3 separate regions of the Mus musculus genome follow, and all the other regions are linked to region 2. The links are chromatin contacts, called in public HiChIP or PLAC-seq and promoter capture Hi-C maps. All regions are on one chromosome and are shown on one strand. Each heading gives the region's core, a stretch centred on a gene start, on an enhancer-like site or on the middle of the called end of the contact. The rest is flanking DNA. Distances are from core to core; before and after follow the strand shown.

Region 1 (2,700 bases), core at 16-2,515, 370 kb before region 2:
ACTGTCCTAATTCTCTGCAGCCCATCTCTCACCATTCCACCGTTGATTCTGCGCACCCACTGCATATCTGAAGTACCTCTTTACTTTCTTCTCCAGTACTCACAGTAAGTACCAAACCTTCTGGACTACCATAACTAACTTAAGTATACTTAATTCCTACCAAAACAATGGCTCCTTCATGAACAACAACATCCATTACTCTCTGTTACAGGTATTTGACTTGTGCTATTGTTTCTCTCTCCTCACAGATTTCAAGGTACGAAAGAAGAGACCAAGTTCCTCGTGTTCAACATCGTGTGCCAGGGACAAATACAATCCAGCAAGCTAAGGCTAACAGCTCTGCACTCTGGAAGTCAGCTCTCACTGAGTCTACTGCAACAACTTTCTTTACGATTTTTGGAGACTGAAGCGCCCTTCTGCTTCACATACACAACTAGACTTCCTTAACAGGGCAAATTCTCTATCCAAGCTGAGGAAAGTATCCCGGGGAGGTCCGGTAACTACCTGTCCAACAAAGTTTTCCACAACACACATGCCACTAGTAAAACTGTAGCGCCTCTCATTGGAGTGGCATCTAGTGATTGAACATCGGGGTCATCAGAGTGGTGGAAACAAGATCAGTTAGGAGTGACTGGAGTCTCCTGGTCCTCACACTGAAACAAGGACAAAGATTTTTTTTTTCCCACGTACCAAACGAGGTGGCGTTGCCTCTGTGCGGTCCCGCCCGCCCCGAGACGCAGGCTGGCGAGGACGGAGGGACCCTGAACTGGACGGGAGCGTCCTTGGGGTCGAGAACACGCCTCTGCCTGCCAGGGAAGCTCCGGGAGTCCGAGGCAGTCGGCGCAGAAGTTCCAGCGGCGCCCCAGCGGGGCCGCTTCGTGCAGGGCTCCCAGCCGGGGCCCGCACTCATGCTGGGACCCGCAGCACACAGTCCCCGGGCCGGCCCGGGCGGAGAGCCTCATTCACTAACCCGGACAGGGACGGACTGCGCCTCCTTCTCGGCGCGCCGCGCACCATTCCCTCTCCGCAGCGGCCCGCCTGGAGGCTGCCACTCCTCGGGCCTTCGAGCGAGACCCTCGCTGCGCAGCCGCTTGCCTCCGCTCGGCAGCAGGGAGCCCACCAGCCCCGGGACGCGCCGCTTCCACTCGGCTCGAGATCGGGCTCCGGCTCCAGGCTCACTTTCCCACCACCGGAAAGCAGCCGTCTCGCGCTTCCCACTTCCGGGCCGCACACAGCCGTAAAGCGGAAGTGCGATACTTCACGGGAGCCGGCGCCCGGAAGGTCAGCGTGGTGAAGGTGGCAGGAGCAACGCGGGTCTTCCCGCTGTTGCTTGTCGCGGCCACGGCCGAGCATACGTCCCCGGCCTGAGGTGGTGGTGGCGAGCCCACCGCCGTTTGCTGCGACCTCATGGAAGGTGGCGGAGGAAGTAGCAACAAATCCACCAGCGGGTTAGCTGGCTTCTTCGGAGCCGGAGGAGCGGGTTACTCGAACGCTGATTTGGCCGGCGTCCCGCGTGAGTATCGGGCCTCGCCTGCTCCCCTTTCTGACTCCTTCCTGGGACAGCTAGAAATGTGTAACGTTCCTGTCCCTTTTCCTGCTCGCCTTTACGAGATTCACCGCCGGTGATTGGGTTTCAAGGCTGAACGAATTTGGGGGATCGTAAATCCCCGGGAAGCTCTTTTAGTGACCTAGTTTCGAGAGGAAACACAAAATGTCCTCCTCTTTAGTGCCCCGTCCCGTCTTTTCTCGTCACACGCTTTTCTGTATGCTTGGCCCTGTTAGGAGACCCTAGTTCTAGAAATAAACATTCCAAATAACAAGCGCGCTATTAATTTTTTTTCACACGGCTTTTAAATATTTCTAAACCAGTTAGGCGAAAACATTTTTCGTTCTTTGTGCGTGTGAGAGACAATTCAGGAAATCAGAAGGAGCTGGGGAAGCAAACGAAACTTTTAAGAGATTTTTAAACAAGAAAAAAGAGCCAAATTCTGAAAGCGATATAAGCAAATTCAAAGATGCAGAGGCATGAATTCCCAGCCTGTTGGCCCTTCTCAATCACCTAAGTATGTCTTTCAGGCTTTTAATGTTTTGTAATTATGGATATTCGACTGGATAAGTAGAGCTTGGGAGTTAATGTTTAATAACACTTTACTAAAGTGTTTCTTCTTGCTAATCCTCTAAGTAAAACCTTTACACTTAAAAACATTCAGAAAGCCGTTTGATAACCCTAATGTCTGCTGTCAAAACTTGAGTCCAGGACACAATTTATGTGTATCTTAGGATATCTCAGTTGCATAACATGAAGGGCACTACTTAAGGTGAGAGAGTACACATACTACTGAGGAGAGTAACGTGAGGACACAGAAGTTAGTGATAGATGACATGGCAATTGAAATAGGACCCTGAGATGGTGGTGGTGGTGATGGGCCGTGAAGGTTGTTGGAGAACAGGTTAGAGAAAACAGCTTGGGAGTTGAAGTTAGAGCTGTGACCTGAATTTAGCAACAAGTGCTTGAGAGACAGAACAAACCTGCTGTGTTTCTTGAGAAGCTATTGGGTCAGTTTGTCTTTAGAGTTGCAAGGGAATGAACTGATACAAGATTGATTGTAAGAGTTGAGAGGCAAGCCGGGCGTGGTGGCACACGCCTTTAATCCCAGCACTCGAGAGGCAGAGGCAGGCGGATTTCTGAGTTCGAGGCCA
Region 2 (2,700 bases), core at 102-2,601:
GATATTTTCTGTTCTTATGGGGCTAAAGAGTTGTTTTTAATAATAGCATTATAATAAACTGACAGTCCTGGCACTGATCCCCATTTTTCTAGACTGCCATTAGGCTCAAATCGATTCTCTAAATAAAGTCTGTCCCAAGAGACACACCAATGCAGGGAAAAGATGAGGTTTGGTTTTGTTTTTTAAACCAACCCGATATCTCACGTTTGTGTTCTAACCATCTGTACCTTTTATTAATCAGGGGCTGGAGCCGCCCAGGCTGACAGACACAGGAGAACAACAATCTTCTCCCACACAAGCCTGGAATGGTAACAGTGTGCGGCTGCCTAAGAAAGAAAAGCCTTTTCTGAGCTGTGGGTTGGCGTGGGTGTGTGTGCCAGGGCGAGGGAGTCATTCCTCTTCTCCATCCAAGGATGCTATTTATTGAAAATCCTGCACATCTTTTTGAAAAAATTGATTTCTTTCAAGTGGGAGGCAAAAACCCTTTTGATGATAAAGAAGAAAGGGGGAAAAAAAACACATGCAAGATTGAAAGGGGCGCTTTGGAGAGAAATGTTCCGCGGTCACAACCTGTTCAGGCTATGAAGACCACACCCTTCAGTCTCGCGTGCCAGCAGTCCCCCGGTGACCACGTCTCCCCCAAAGCCCGCGGAGACATTCTCACTCTCGCTCCACGTGCGAGTCCGGTTCCCCGCTGCCCTCGCTACTCTGTTGAAAGCAGCATCGGCCCGGAGGTCTCCCTGGCTCGCACCGGCTCCGGCTGCCTTCTCCGCACCTGACTGAGCTGAGCTTGTGCACGCCACCTCCACGTGCCATCCCGGGCCGTTACCCGGTACCCAGTTTCCGTCCCTCCCCACCTCCAGTCCGGGCTCCGCCCACCGCGCCCGGGGCGCGCGCCCAGACGCCCCGCCACCTGGCCCGCCCGCTCCGCGCGCCGCCGCTTCCTGTGCCCCGCCCCTCCCTCCGCGGAGAGGCGGAGCCCGGGAGCGAGCGAGCGCGGTGGCGTGGCCAATGGGCGCTCGGCTTACTCTGGCCTCTCCCCCGCGCGGCCGCCAATCGCGGCGGGCGGTGGTGGTAATATTGTGGAGTGGAGTTTGGATGCCGCCGCGGCCGCGGGCTGGAGCGGCGCGGCGGCGGGGGCTGCTGGGGTATTTCGGGAAGGGGGTGTGAGGCGGCGGCGAAGGCGGCGGCTGCGTGTGGGAGGTGGCTGAGAGCTAGAGGGAGAGAGCGAGAGAAAGGACGGAAGAAAGAGGGCGGGAGTCCTTGGAGGAGGCGGGACCGGCGGGGCTCTTCGCGGCGGCGGCGGCGGCGGGCGGCCGGGGAGGCGGCGCCGCCCCCTGCCCGCGCTCTCTTCAACGTAGCCGGCCACCTACCCGCCGGGCGCGGGTAGTGGCCGAACAGCGGCGACCGCCATGGCGTTCCTCAAACTCCGCGACCAGGTAGGTGAGGGGCGGCGGGGCGGGATCGCGCCACCGAGGAGTCGGAGGAGGGTGGACCAGCGGCGTGGGCCGCCCGGGCGCCCTGTCGGCGCGGTGGCAGCGAGGGAAGAGGGTGTCCCGGGTCGGCAGCCGTGCGGGCCGTCCGCCTGTCAGTGCAGCCCCAGCTCCGAGAAACCCACGTGCCGCCGGGGGATCGCGGCCGCCGCCACAGGGGCGGGTTCTGCGCTCGCCGCCCTCGCGTCCGGCGCGCTGCCGGGTAGGCGCCTCCTCTTTCCTGCCAGGTGAGGCTCGGGCCTAACAGGTGGCTTTGCGGTGCGGAGTCGGAGCGGGGCAGGCGGCGGCCGTGACCTGGGGTCACGACCTTGCCCTCGGGTTCGCTTCGCGGGGCGGTTCACGGTCCACCGCACCGTCTCTGCGGAGAGGTAGTGGCGGTCGAAAGCAAACCCACCGGTGCCGATGGATTCTGCTGGGGACTGGTTGTTACGGTGCATATTCCCAGGCTGGTTTTCTCTTGGCATATTCTGCACCATCTTGGTTTAGTTTTCCTGACTTAGGAAGAGCTTGTCAAAGAACACCTGAAGTGCTCAGAAGACTGCAGTACACTGTGGGCTGGGAAAAATAACTCTGTATCTACCAATGAAATCGCAACTATGTCTGAATGAACGCTTGTTACCCTTTTAAAAAGGCGAGAAGGTGAATTACCAGACGCTCCCCAGTGTTTGTCTCTTTTAAAGAAAAGGGAAAGTAACGAGTGGATTTTACGGAGTCGCGGGAACCTATTAATGCTTGAGTACCCCTTTTGCCATTGTTTTTCTGAATAGGAGATACTGAACAGATTTGAAGGGAAACCAATCAGAAAGTGGGCACAAGCTTAACAAAAACGATAGGGAAAAACTTAATGTTTTATGTCATTTTCTACCAATTAAAACTTAAGTTCTGAGTCTAGCTAATGTCAATTCTCACTTAAAAAGTGAATATTCTACTTAGGCTGAATGCTGACTTTTAGTATCATTTGGTATCAGCAGAATTTTAGCTGATATTAACAATAGGGCATGATACTTTGAAAAACTCTGGTTGATAAGTTTGTATTTCAAAATCTGTGAATAACTTTACTGTTCAACATGTTCCATTAGCTACACATAGAATCTTTGAGTTGATTAAAATTAAGAAAGCACAGTTTCTCAGTTGTGCTAGTCAAAAGCACACTTTTCAAAAGTGCTCACCAGCCACAGGTAGCAAAACCTTTCATTGCACAAAGTTG
Region 3 (2,700 bases), core at 168-2,667, 330 kb before region 2:
TGGGTGTGGTGGCACGTACGTCTGTAAACCCAGCAGAGCCAACAGGATCCCTGCAGCCAGTCTCAAGCAAACTAAACAAACCAGGCTGGAGAGATGGCCCAGTGGTTATCAAAGGGCCAGAGTTCAGTTCTTAGGGCCCACATCAGGTGACTCACAATGGCTTGTAAGGGGATCTGACACTCTTCTTAAACAAACAAAAAAATCCACAGAGCAAATCAAGCGACCTGCTGAGCAGTACAAATTAGTCTCCTGTTTGTCACACAGGATGAAATTCTTTCCAATGTTCTAATGTACTTTAAAAGTTCAGAAACATCACAGTGGGATGCTAACGGAGAACCAACAGCCTTACCTGTCCCATACACACCCAGGGAAGTAACTCAAAAGGTCTATGACCATACTCCAAATTACCAAGTGGGTGGAAAGTCAAGTCCTTCCAAAAGGACGCCAGGGTGGCAGGCCCTTACCTACTAAACAACACTAGCAGGAGAGCTGTGTGCAGGAGGGTCAGATAACTCCAGCCCCTCTGACTTGTCATTCTTGAGCCATCCTCCCAAGTTCCAGCCTGTAGCACTTAAACCCATACTGTTCCCACCGCAAGGGCTAAGTCACATCAGGGCCGGGAGCACGTCCACTTCTTTACATTACTATATCCTCAGTACCCTAAGCATATAGCAAATGAACGCCCGAGCTATGAATTAATGATTCTGCAAGCTCTCTCTTCTCATCAGCTGAAGGGACGAATCAAACGATTTAAAGGGACTGCTGGGAGAAGGAAACGGATAGTGGGCCTCCAGAAGTCATTCCACCTTGCCAAACCACTAGGAATAGGGGCAAATGTGCACTGGGTCAGTAATGGAAACCAGGCCCGCCTGGGACCAGAGAAACAGGGCTGTCACCGCTATAAACCCAGAGGACAGTCAGGGCAATGTAGGGAAAGGGATGGAAGAGAAGCATTCAGGCTGCAATCGTGGCCCAGGAACGAAACATGTCGACAGGACAGAGGAGAGAAGACAGATCCAGCGCTTGGGCATGAAGGAAAAGTGGTAGCGTCGGGACGAGGGGAGGGAGAGGAGCTCTGGCCTGGCGCGACGCGGGGACTGGAGAGGCGATCACAGCAGACGTGACCTGGGGAAGGGAAGGGCCATTGGGCCCCGCGTGCAGGCAGGTGGGATGGTGGTCCCGGACCCGAGGGTCGGGAAGAATGGAGGGGAGGGCAGGACAGGCCACAGGCCGGAGCGAAGAAGGGCACAGGGCAGAAGAGGAAGCGCGCCCGCCGGCCACTCTCGTCCTTACCGGCTGGCAGCGCTCCTTCCGGTGATCCGAGCGGACCTTAGACCGACCCAGACACTTAGCCGTGGAAGGATCCGGACCCTGAAGACAGAGTTCTCGCGATAGGATGGCCTCCCTACCACGCTTCTCGGTAGTGTTCTGACAGTCTCGCGAGATTTCCTTCCGCGCCTGCGCAAAGTCTTCTTAGAGCTCAACGTGGAGGCATGCAGTAACACTCCCTGCCCTTAGTCTGGATCATTTTCGTGCCTATCAGTAAGTCTCTAATCCCAGCACTCCGGAGGCAGAGGCAGAGGCAGGCGGATTTCTGAGTTCGAGGACAGCCTGGTCTACAGAGTGAGTTCCAGGACAGCCAGGGCTACACAGAGAAACCCTGTCTTGAAAAAAAAAAAAAAAAGCACTTCCTGTTCTTGCAGAGGACCCAGTTTTGGTTCCCAGCCACCTACAGGATGGCTCACAACCACCCATACCTCCTGGTTCCAGTGCCTTCTGACCTCCAAGGGCACCAGGCGTGCACACGGTACAGATGTATATATGCAGGCAAAAAAGAGTCATGCAAATAAAGAAAATAAACTCTTTTTTTCCTCTGGGGTTTGTGGTGGTTTGAGTAAGAATGGCCCTCTCGGGCTCACGTGTTTGAATGCTTACTGATGAGAAGATGGCTCTACTTAGAGTGAGTGTCCTTGTTGGGGTGGGTGTGGCTTTGGGGGAGGAAGTATGTCACTGGGGGTTGGCTTTGAGGCTTCAGAAGTCCAAGCCAGGCTTAGTGGCTCACTCTTTCTTTCTGCTGCATGTGGATCTGGATGTAGTACTCTGAGCTACTTCTGCCTGCAGGCCACCCTGCTTTATGCCATGCTGATAATGGACAAAGCCTCTGAAATGGTAAAGATGGCCCAGGCAAATGCTTCCTTTTGTAAGAGTTGCCATGGTCATGGTGTCTCTTCACAGCAATAAAACAGTGACTAAGACAAGGCTGATGGGCTTTATAACTTAGGAAAAACATGCTACATTTTTTTTTAAATATTGAGTAAATAAATGTCAGAATTAATGTTACAGTTTCAAGTCAGTGTATTTTAGCTGGTCTGTATGCCACACCTAACTGACCCTAGAGCTAGGCCCCACCACCCACAGAAGTCCGGCTTCTGAGTTTCCTGTCAGACTGCGTGAGGTCTAGAGAGCCCCTTCTCCAGTATCTCTAACCTGTTCTAACCTTATGCAAACACAGTGTGATGTGGGGACTCGATAAAGAGGGGGTACCTAAGTAACTGGAAGGAAGGATAAATGAGAGTACCAGGGACAAAGAAGAAGTCTGGTTTCATCATGAACACACATGCTTTTTTCCATTGTAAAGCAGAAACAGATGGTTCTGAGCCACCATGTGGTTGCTGGGAACTCAGAACCTCTGGAAGAGCT

What was found. Promoter capture Hi-C pulls out the DNA fragments that hold promoters and counts their contacts. HiChIP or PLAC-seq counts read pairs in DNA pulled down with a chosen protein or histone mark.
Region 1: a contact with region 2 is called in a promoter capture Hi-C map of neutrophils, with 2.9 times the contacts expected there. The contact joins the promoter of Timm23 here to the promoter of Ankrd28 in region 2. A contact is called at or near these places in 11 of 39 promoter capture datasets (the 3T3-L1 cell line, the C10 cell line, the HPC-7 cell line and 9 more), 6 of 484 Hi-C or Micro-C datasets (CD4 T cells, the G1E-ER4 cell line, embryonic fibroblasts and 3 more), 3 of 115 datasets of contacts at active chromatin or transcription factors (large pre-B cells, pancreatic cancer cells and stem cell-derived neural progenitor cells) and 2 of 9 other capture datasets (adipose tissue and liver).
Region 3: an H3K27ac HiChIP or PLAC-seq map of extraembryonic endoderm stem cells shows a contact between it and region 2. The contact joins the promoter of Ncoa4 here to the promoter of Ankrd28 in region 2. A contact is called at or near these places in 12 of 39 promoter capture datasets (the 3T3-L1 cell line, 3T3-L1-derived adipocytes, the C10 cell line and 7 more), 10 of 484 Hi-C or Micro-C datasets (CD4 T cells, CD8 T cells, effector CD8 T cells and 4 more), 6 of 115 datasets of contacts at active chromatin or transcription factors (bone marrow-derived macrophages, effector CD8 T cells, extraembryonic endoderm stem cells and 2 more) and 3 of 9 other capture datasets (adipose tissue, liver and macrophages).

The regions. Positions count from the first base shown.
Region 1 is chr14:32,200,456-32,203,155 of GRCm38.p6, reverse strand. It overlaps Timm23 (translocase of inner mitochondrial membrane 23), which reads left to right and starts at 1,265. Exons shown (of 7, transcript NM_016897.3): 1 at 1,265-1,513. The coding sequence starts at 1,408. Parg (poly (ADP-ribose) glycohydrolase) reads right to left here and starts at 1,185. Exons shown (of 18, transcript NM_011960.3): 1 at 691-1,185. The coding sequence starts at 910.
Region 2 is chr14:31,829,066-31,831,765 of GRCm38.p6, reverse strand. It overlaps Ankrd28 (ankyrin repeat domain 28), which reads left to right and starts at 1,351. Exons shown (of 28, transcript NM_001024604.2): 1 at 1,351-1,439. The coding sequence starts at 1,413.
Region 3 is chr14:32,158,604-32,161,303 of GRCm38.p6, reverse strand. It overlaps Ncoa4 (nuclear receptor coactivator 4), which reads right to left and starts at 1,417. Exons shown (of 10, transcript NM_001033988.2): 1 at 1,294-1,417.